3 separate regions of the Hordeum vulgare genome follow, and regions 1 and 2 are each linked to region 3. A link is a contact called in public Hi-C and HiChIP or PLAC-seq data. All regions are on one chromosome and are shown on one strand. The core of a region is the stretch at or near the end of the contact, and the rest is flanking DNA. Distances in the headings are between cores, read along the strand shown.

Region 1 (3,472 bases), core at 672-3,171, 380 kb before region 3:
CTGCGTAATCTCCATACTTTGGTATCACGACCTAAAATTGAAAGAAATACTTGTATTACTTCTTTCCAAACTAGGCCGCCATACTTAAGTTCGAACATACCCTACATTTGAATTTACAAAGCACTTCTACAGAAAAGTGTTGTCTTAGGCATATGCCTATTGTCAGCCTATGTTGGACATGTTACATCAAACATGAAGAAGGAATAGTTCTGTTATGACGCAGTATTTCTTCTGCTATCATATACATAAATAGCAATAGACACCGACAGATAATCAAGGTTAGAGTGTAAGGCTTTTCACATGTTGCGCACCAACTGAAAATAATAACAACTTTTGAGAGGGAAAATAATAACAACTTTGAAATGTTGCTCAAGCACAGCTGCATAACACCTGGTTTAGCATGTGCAAGTGTGTAACCCCTTATGGAGAGTGTAGCATTCAAAATGTGGTTACATTTTATATCAATAATTCATCTAGTAATTAAGTAAATCGTGTTCTTTCAGTTTGCAAGATGGGCCAAAGAGAAGAGCAGAGGAGCGAGTACCATAACACGATGCCCTCTTCTTGCCAGAGCCTTGGGTAAAGCACCCACAACATCTCCAAGCCCACCTATGCATGATATCAGCAGTCAGAGAACAAATTAACACAAGTTTAAGAGTAGTCCATGCGACCATGCCAAGTCTATTTGCTAAGTTTATGTATGCATGCCTGTTTTACAGAAAGGAGCACACTCAGAAGCCACAACGATGACATTCATCACATTCGGGCCAGCCAAAGGACCAGACCCCTTGTTCTCACTGTCGACCGGAGAACTCGACACTTCTGCTGCATCTCCACCGGTGTCAACCATAGCCCCAACCTGTTCAGCGACAACAACGTCTTTCCAATAACCTGATGCCGCCGCCGAGACAGGAGCTGAAGGATCGGCTTTGGATCTGATCCCAGCTGCCCCATTTTGCTCTGCAACTCTACTGTCTAGCCTGGGTGCAGATGCAACTGATTTTTGTGAAGCAGCATCCTTATTTTCAGCAGCCTGGTTAGGAAGCGGAATCCATTAGCAATTCAGCATAAGAAAGCATCAAGGGCAATGCCGCGCAGTAACAAAATTCTGAAGGGAAAAACGCATGGCAAAACCTGCACGTGAGGGAGGCTACATTTCCCAACAGAAAGGGCGACTAAACTGCGCTTTTTGCACTAAAAATAAACCTCGTTCTGACAAGCAAAGCATGTGCAGAAACTTCGAACGGAAAAGAGGGAATGATAGCGTTACCAACCTTGACCTTGGCGCGCTGCCCAGAGACCCCCTCCGAGCTCTCCCCTGCCGCCGCGCCCTCCTCGCCACCAGCTGCCGCGCAGGGGCGGCGGCACGGCACCGGCCCGTCTCGAGAAAATCCTCGCCGCGCCCAATGCAGCCGCGTATCGGCGGCACCGCCGTAAGGGCGCGGGGAGCAGCTCCGCCAGCGCCGCGGCGACGAGGAGGAGCAGGAGGAGGAGGAGGCCACGAGCAAAAGGAACGCCGCGGACGAGGAAGCGATGTACCCCGACATCACGGGATCCGACACGCCAGAGCCAGAGGTCGCGCGCTGCGGGCTGAAGGGAAATAGCCGAGCAAACAAGGCGGGGAAGTAGGTGTGGCTGCACGTTTTTGCGGGAGATTAAGCTCGGACGAAGTGAGGGCGACGGCGAGCGGCGCGAGCACGAGGGAAATTAAGCGCGGGTGGAAGAAAGATCTGCGATGGGTGCGTGTGGCTGCAGGCTTTTGCGGCGGCACGGAGTGGGGGTCCGGGAGGCGGGGGATCTGGAGGCCAGGGACAGGCGAGCGGCTTGTGTGGTGGAGCTCGGAGGCCGAGACGGGGACGAGCTAGAGCGCCCGCGCCGAGGAAGGCGACGAGTAGAGGTGAGTGAACGGCGGAGTGTTGGCTCTTTTTTTTTTTTTATGGTCTTGACACGGCCTGTGGATGACGGGTGGGACCAGGCTTGCCAGCAACGTGCGTCACGTGTAATGGTGGCCGCTGCTCATTGGTCAAGCGTCGCTCTGGGTCCACGGGAACCGCTGTAGTTTATGTACCCATGTGCCGTGTAGGATTGGGGACTTCGCGTCACGGGCTCTTGGACTCCACAGTTTTCTTTTGGGCAACGATAGGCGCCGGTGCGCCGTGCTAAATTTAGGCCGGTCACTATCCTATCCTTCCATTTGTCTAGTTGCAACCGTCTAGAATTCCTATTTGACGCTACAGGCGCTGTTACAGTACAATTTTGTTAACGGACACCCGCAGCGACCCGCGCTGGGCCGGTCCAGATCGGGTTAACATGCAGTAACCACCGCGTCACTGAACCCGATCTGATGACTAATTTTTTTTTACACTTTTTCTTTAGTTTCTGTTTTTTGCTTCTGTTTTTCGTTTTGCTTTGTTTTTCATTTTTGCTTTTGTTTTTCATTGTTTGCTTCTCTTATTTCATCTCTTTTTTTCCTTTTTTTTCTTCATGGCTCGATGATTTTTTATAGTTCGTAAACTTTCTTTTCAAATTCACCAAACCTTTTCTAGTCAAATTAACGTTTTTAAAAATTTGATGAACTTTTTCTCAAATTCAATGAATTTATTTAATTCGATGAACTTTTAAAAAAAAAATGAACTTTTTTCACATTTGATGAACTTTTTAAAAATATGACGAACTTTTTAAAAATTTGATGAATGTTTTCAAAATTAATGATTTTTTAATTCATTGATTTTCTAAAAATAAATATAGGCTTTTTTCAAATTCAATGAACTTTTTAAAATATTTTGATGAACTTTTTTCAAATTTGTTGAACTTTTTTTGAAAATCATTAACTTTTTTCAAATTTGAAGAACTTTTTTTGGATTTTTTTTATTTTGATGAACTTATTTCAAATTCCTTGAACTTTTTTGAAAACTGATTAACTTTTTTTCAAAATTTGATGAACGTTTTCAAAATTATTGAACTTTTTATAAAAATAATGAACCTTTATCAAATGTGATAATTTTCTTTCAAATTTTATTATTATTATTATATTTCAAATCTGTCAACATTTTTTCCATTTAAACAACTTTTTTGCAAAATCGTTGTACTTTATTTTTCAAAAATTAATGAACTTTTTCAGGGCCTGCAGGGGCGCCGAGCTGTTTGATGGGGCGGCTCAATGCAGCGCGCTGCAAGTGCGAGGAGGGCAAACCGACATGTGCAGCGCCGTATAGGAGGTCCCACAATCGTCACATCTGGGTTCTTTTTCTTCCCCCTTTTGTCAACGCATGTGATCCGAAAAATAAAAAGAAACCCGTGTTCCGTAGCGGCCGTGTTCGTCCCATTGCCGCCCACTCTCGTCGGGAACCCCAAGCCACTAATGCCCGTCATTTTGCCGCTCGTGCCCGCCGGCCACCCATGCCGACCGCGCTCGTCCCTCGATCGCCCCATCCTTCTTACATTGGTGACTACAACTCATCCGTCGGCTGGT
Region 2 (3,370 bases), core at 67-2,566, 280 kb before region 3:
TATTCGAATTTGTTCAAGCCTAAACCGAAATTATTTTAAAGCGCCTATTCACCCCCTCCCCCCTATAGACGACATCCACGTCCTTTCACTTGGTAACCACCCTTCAAATATTAATGCTAAAGCCATCACACACTCGTCATATGCCATCTTCCTTAAGAAGTTCCAAGCAATGCATAATTCCTTGCCAAGTCACCGATGTAAAATGCGAAAACACAATATAAAGAATATGTCCCTCAGGATAATACTTTGCCTTCATCAATTTTGCACAAAACGAATCCGAACAACCCAACAAATGCCAAACAATGTTTAGCTAGAAGAGGCTGGTTAAATAATCTGAGGTCACGAAATCCCATTCGACCCTTACTCCCACGCTAACCAATGAATTTTTCTTCTATCTTCCTTATCTCTCCATCTAAAGTTCGTGATAAGCCAGGATAACTCCTCAGCAAGAGAAGCCGGGAATCCAGAAATTATCATAGCGTACACAGGTAGAACTTGAATGATTGATTTTATAGAACTTCTTTCACCCCGCACAAAGTAAAAAATTTAATCCAGTCTGAGAGTCTTTTGAAAGCATTTTCTTTAGCACACTGAAGTTGCCATTGTAGCTATTCTTATTTTCTGGTTGTTGATGGAACGTCGGAAGATAATATTCAAGCCGATTACACCATTCAGTGCTGGCATGTAGAAACTAGTAATAGAAAGAAGAAAGTTATGAACACATATTATGACGTGGCCAAACACCATCCTCTACCACGGCTAGCCACTAACTCACGATGTCGTCGGAACTCGCTTAACCACTAACACGCGAGGTCGTCTGCTTGCGGAGCCCGTGACCGTCAGCGGCAGAGTCCGGCCGGGTGATGGATGCCAAGTTTTCGACGCTAGCCGAGACGATGGACTGGACGACATGGACGATGCATCATGTGTAGTCTCGTCGCAAGGACGGACGACCTGGACGGATGCATGGTGGTCTTGATGCAAGGACGGGCCTGACATGCATATGCCGTTTTCCAAAGCAAAAGTGACGTGCATATAAGTGTTTATTGGACATCATTTTTGAGAATGTTTTTAACGTGGCAAACCATCGCCCATTACTCATCAGAGTACACAACACAACGATACAAACAAGCTCGTCCGACTTGGCAAAACCACGTCCACTCGCGCGGGCCGAGCGGCAAAAGCGAAAGCACACAGAAACCTCATCCACACGCGCGATCCAGGCCGTCCACGGCGCCGATCCGACGGCCGGCCTCCCCCGCGATCCCCCTCACGGCCTCATCCTATCCTCGGCCTCTCCGCCCCACTTCACTAGTACGCACTACGTGTGCGTGCCCTGCTCGCGCCTCACCGACCCTCACACTCGCTCGCTCCCTCCCCACCGCACGTCGAGCTCGAGCCAGCCGAGGAGCTCACCGGGGCAAGAATGACGTCCCTCTCCTCGTCCGCGGCCACGGCGCGCGCCACCTTCCTCCCTTCCTCCTGCCGGGCGCGGCCGGCGGGCGGGAGGAGGTCGCAGCTCCTCGTGACCCGCGCGGCGACGTCGAGCCCCAAGCTCCCCGGCGGGCGGAAGCTGCGGGTGGCGGTGGTGGGAGGTGGCCCCGCGGGCGGCGCGGCGGCGGAGGCGCTCGCCAAGGGCGGCGTGGAGACGGTGCTCATCGAGCGGAAGATGGACAACTGCAAGCCGTGCGGCGGGGCCATCCCGCTCTGCATGGTGTCCGAGTTCGACCTGCCGCTGGACCTCGTCGACAGAAGGGTCACCAAGATGAAGATGATTTCGCCCTCCAACGTCGCCGTCGACATCGGCCGCACGCTCGCGCCGCACGAGTACATTGGCATGGTCAGGCGCGAGGTGCTCGACGACTTCCTCCGTACCCGCGCGCAGAAGGCCGGCGCCGAGGTCCTCAATGGTCTCTTCCTAAGGTATGCATACATACCATTCCTTGCGTCCATCATACTAATTCATATGCAAGATTTTGACTTTTTGAGCATGCCAGTACTAGTTCTCCACTTCTCGTGCCATTGTGTAGGATTTCATTCTGACAATATATTACCGAGCATAAGTGAAGTGCGGCAATGTCAGAATTGGGTGGCGGTAGCATTAGAATTACATGATAACTTAAAACGCGAGAGGAGAGACTCTGTCTTTGTAGCTTCACCTTCGTCGACTACTGTATTTGGCCCGTATGCATGTGTGTCAACAGTCCATGCTCAGCTTATTACTAGCTGGAGTAGTACCTATGCAAGATTACTAACTGAAAATCATTTCATATTTGACATATGAACTGAACAAACTGAAATACACATGCAATGCTAAATTCACAGCCATATTGTTGTAGAAAGTCAGTGGCTAATCAAGTGCCGTTGTGAATAAGCTGTGGCTCATCCCTGTGTTTATGACGTAAACAGTGTCTGATCGATCTTATCCTGGCGCAGGTACGAGGAGCCCAAGGAGCGCAACGGCACGTACACGGTGCACTACAACCACTACGACAGCTCCAACGGCAAGGTGGGCGGCGAGAAGCGGTCGTTCGAGGTGGACGCGATCGTGGGCGCGGACGGCGCCAACTCGCGCGTGGCCAAGGATATGGGCGCGGGCGACTACGAGTACGCCATCGCGTTCCAGGAGCGCGTTAAGATCCCCGACGACAAGATGCGCTACTACGAGGAGCGCGCCGAGATGTACGTCGGCGACGACGTCTCCCCCGACTTCTACGGCTGGGTGTTCCCCAAGTGCGACCACGTCGCCGTCGGCACCGGCACCGTCACCCACAAGGCCGACATCAAGAAGTTCCAGGCCGCCACCCGCCTCCGCGCCAAGGACAAGATCGAGGGCGGCAAGATCATCCGCGTCGAGGCTCACCCCATCCCCGAGCACCCCAGGCCCAAGAGGTAGGCACAAACTTTTCCTCCGTTTCTTGCAACAACGAATTTTTAGTTTTTACCCGATCAACTGGGGTCTCACTCATCGTGTTGGACCATCGTCAGGGTGTCGGGGCGTGTGACACTGGTCGGCGACGCGGCGGGGTACGTGACCAAGTGCTCCGGCGAGGGGATCTACTTCGCGGCCAAGAGCGGGCGGATGTGCGCGGAGGCGATCGTGGCCGGGTCGGCGAACGGGACGCGGCTGGTGGACGAGAGCGACCTGCGCAAGTACCTGGCGGAGTTCGACCGGCTCTACTGGCCGACGTACAAGGTGCTGGACATCCTGCAGAAGGTGTTCTACCGCTCCAACGCGGCGCGGGAGGCGTTCGTGGAGATGTGCGCCGACGACTACGTGCAGCGGATGACCTTCGACAGCTACCTCTACAAGCGCGTCGTGCCGGGCAACCCCATCGAGGACATCAAGCTCGCCGTCAACACCATCGGC
Region 3 (3,000 bases), core at 178-2,677:
GAGAGTCAACTTTGGATTCACAGAAATATGGTCATTACCGTAGGAGCAGTGTCAAATACAATGCGGCTAAACATGCTATACTCCGGTGCTTCGAGGAATTGTATAACCTGGTGTAGTATGAAATAGGAAATCATAAGCTAGAGCTGGAAGAAACAGGTGAAGTAGGGAGATATAAGCCCGGAGCCATCTCTTTTTACCTTTGAAATTGCTATTGCTTCATCCAATCCTGGTGGTGGTGTGTCCAATAACTCCCCCAGTTTTAACTCCCCAAGCTGTATTTAATAAAGAATAAACATGATAACTGTAAAACACAAAATGGACGGAGCAATTCAGGATAATAACAAACAAGAGAACAGTTATGACTGAACGTAATGGACATGGAATGATGTATTGGTAGCAAAAGAACAAAAAAAATTGCCATATACCTGCTCAGCAAGAATCCCTAGGCCCATGCCATCCATGAAATCTTTTACTCCGGTCCCTCCATTCTTTTGATTTATTGTCCGAAACTCTTCACGAGACTTCTCAGGATTTATCTGTGCCAGAGTTGCAAAATGTCACATTTAAACAACGCAGTTCGAGATTCTAGAGTCCAGACCAAGTGATATACATGATTAACCAGCCCTCCACTACTTGTGAATCCACAGAACTTAACCCTTGTGATCTCTGAATCTTCTCCCAAATTTAGGAGTTGAGTTTTCCATGTTACTAAATTTGAAATGGTTTTACGGAAGTAGTCCTGTTAACATTGCATCAATAGAAAAAGGACACTAGATATGTAAACTTTTCAAGGGAAATCAATGATAGAAGTTGGCTGAACTATCAGAGTATACTTGAACTATCGAGACAACACAAAACATTAGCACTCCAACATATTAGCATAGGCTGGCTTCGGAGTTTCAATGTGGACATACCAATGTTACTCACCTCAAGCGCAAACAATGGCGAATCGGTACCTTCGACAGGTGCGAGAGCCCCGCCAGTCAAATCCTAAAACACGCAGGCAGGGGCAATGTTACAAATACATCAGGAGAACAAACCCGGAGCAAAGTCACTGGAGGTGCTGGAGGCTGGTGGTCGACCTGCGCAAACGAATCGCTCAGCGAGTGGGCAGGGTCGGTGGAGACAACGAGGGTGGGATGGCCGCTGTTGGCGAAGCGCACGGCCAGCGACGCCGCGCAGCTCGTCTTCCCGACGCCCCCCTTCCCGCCGAGCATGTAGTACCGCCGCGTCGTGCGGGCGGCCATCTCCTCGAACCCCAGCGCCTCGGCCCCCTCCTTCGCGGACGGGGCGGCCTCCGCCGCGGCCGAGGCGCGCAGGCGCAGCGACGGGTAGCGGAGGGGGCGCCTTAACGGGAGGCGCGCGGGCGCCGCCAGGGAGAGGCGATGCGCCGCGGCGTGGAGGTGCGGCGAGGCTGTCGCGAGCATCGTGGATGGGGGGTGTGGGGGGGGGGGGGGGATGGCCTCGTCTGTTCGGGTTTCGCTTCTCAGCTTCTGGTCGATTTCTGGCGAGTGAGGACGACGAGGCCGGTCTCTCGCACAGGAGGAGCGCGATGCGGAATATCCTACTGGACGCTCACTGCGGCAAACTGCCGATGAAACGCAAAGGAAAGAGTACGAGAGAACGACATGGCCCGGCCCATTTTCAAAAGCGTAAACGTGCTACTGGATCCCGGTTTTGGGAACCTTCTAGAAAGTTCTCGAACCGGATTTTTACTGTTTTTTTCGGATTTCTGGCCGTTTCTTTTTCTTTTCTTCTGTTTCTATTTCATTCCTTCTTCTTTTTTCTTTTTCAATTTTATTTTCCTTTTTCCTGTTTCCGTTCATTTTCCTTTATTTTTCTTGTTTTGTTTTTCAAATTTATCTTTCTTTTAAGAAAAGGTTTAAAAGTTGGAAAAATATTACATTCTACTGGCTGATCGCGTGCGTCCATCTGCCGGCTCCGTGGCCGTTCGATCATGTGTTGATCAGACAGTCGAGAGTGTCCCGCGTTCATCAAAGCCGCTTTCATTTTTCCTGCAACTCACATATTGTTTCAGGATAATTTCCTGCAACTCACCTGTTGTTTCATGATAGTTTCATGCAACTCATCTATTGTTTTAGCACAGACAATCCTGGTACTGGGTAACAGTAGGGTTCATCCGACCGATCAGAAAATGTCGTAATTTTTGCAACATGAGTCAAAAGATGTCGTATTTTTTTTTGCAACATGTTGTAATTTTTGCAACACGGGTTAGAACATGTCGTAATTTTTGTAATATGTTGTAATTTTTGCAACATGGATCAGAAAATGTCGTAATTTTTACAACATGTTGTAATTTTTGCAACATGGGCCAGTTGTTGTAATTTTTGCAAGATGGTCTCGGACATGGCCGAACACCAAGCCTGAAAATTCGGTGGCCTCCAAATTCCACTCCACCCCAGCCGCCTGTAGCAATAACAAGAAGCTATTCCGTAGAAGAAATGGAGGGCGACGAGATCTTTGTAAGCCCAGACTCGCTCTGGTTCCACTCCAACGTCCTCCACGGGCAGCTGCGCTTCAAGCAATACTCGAAGGAGCTGAAGTCACCTAGGAGGCACCCCAAATGCGTCGACGGCGAGGTGACGCTGGGAGCGAGTAGAGCAGATCAGAGAAGCAGGGCGCTCGAGGAGCGCATCAAGGCATGGCAGGAGGAGCAGTGTGTGTGTGGGGGGGGGAGACGGTCGTCGTTGCGGCGCCGACACGGTGTTCGCCAATACTCGCTCCCATCCAACGGGACCGTTGTTTCAGTAATTATTTCTGCAACGCGGCCTTTGTTTTAGAAATTATTTCTGCAACGCGGCCGTTGTTTCTGTAACTAGACCGTTGCTTCGGGAATTAATTGGTCGGGGGAGACGACCGAGCCGTGTGCGAGCAGGTAGATCGGACGGCTACGGGCACGTACATCGAACGGTCATTCGGGTGACGGATGTTTAGTACGGATCCACCGATGGACGCCTAGCAGCTCCCTTAAAAGTTTCA

What was found. Hi-C and Micro-C count contacts between places; a contact is called where the count stands out from the background. HiChIP or PLAC-seq counts read pairs in DNA pulled down with a chosen protein or histone mark.
Region 1: a Hi-C map of seedling shows a contact between it and region 3, with 3 times the contacts expected there. The contact joins the promoter of LOC123402618 here to the promoter of LOC123403415 in region 3. A contact is called at or near these places in 2 of 6 Hi-C or Micro-C datasets (leaf and seedling) and 1 of 1 datasets of contacts at active chromatin or transcription factors (embryo).
Region 2: an H3K4me3 HiChIP or PLAC-seq map of embryo shows a contact between it and region 3, with 5 times the contacts expected there. The contact joins the promoter of LOC123401542 here to the promoter of LOC123403415 in region 3. A contact is called at or near these places in 1 of 6 Hi-C or Micro-C datasets (leaf) and 1 of 1 datasets of contacts at active chromatin or transcription factors (embryo).

What each region holds. Positions count from the first base shown.
Region 1 is chr6H:506,475,922-506,479,393 of MorexV3_pseudomolecules_assembly, reverse strand. LOC123402618 (soluble starch synthase 2-2, chloroplastic/amyloplastic-like) reads right to left here and starts at 1,921. Exons shown (of 8, transcript XM_045096556.1): 1 at 1,275-1,921; 2 at 709-1,033; 3 at 545-609; 4 at 1-31. The coding sequence starts at 1,547.
Region 2 is chr6H:506,371,526-506,374,895 of MorexV3_pseudomolecules_assembly, reverse strand. LOC123401542 (geranylgeranyl diphosphate reductase, chloroplastic) reads left to right here and starts at 1,316. Exons shown (of 3, transcript XM_045095369.1): 1 at 1,316-1,923; 2 at 2,437-2,892; 3 at 2,989-3,370. The coding sequence starts at 1,427.
Region 3 is chr6H:506,091,480-506,094,479 of MorexV3_pseudomolecules_assembly, reverse strand. It overlaps LOC123403415 (ATPase GET3B), which reads right to left and starts at 1,427. Exons shown (of 10, transcript XM_045097348.1): 1 at 1,083-1,427; 2 at 928-990; 3 at 426-536; 4 at 198-272; 5 at 39-107. The coding sequence starts at 1,427.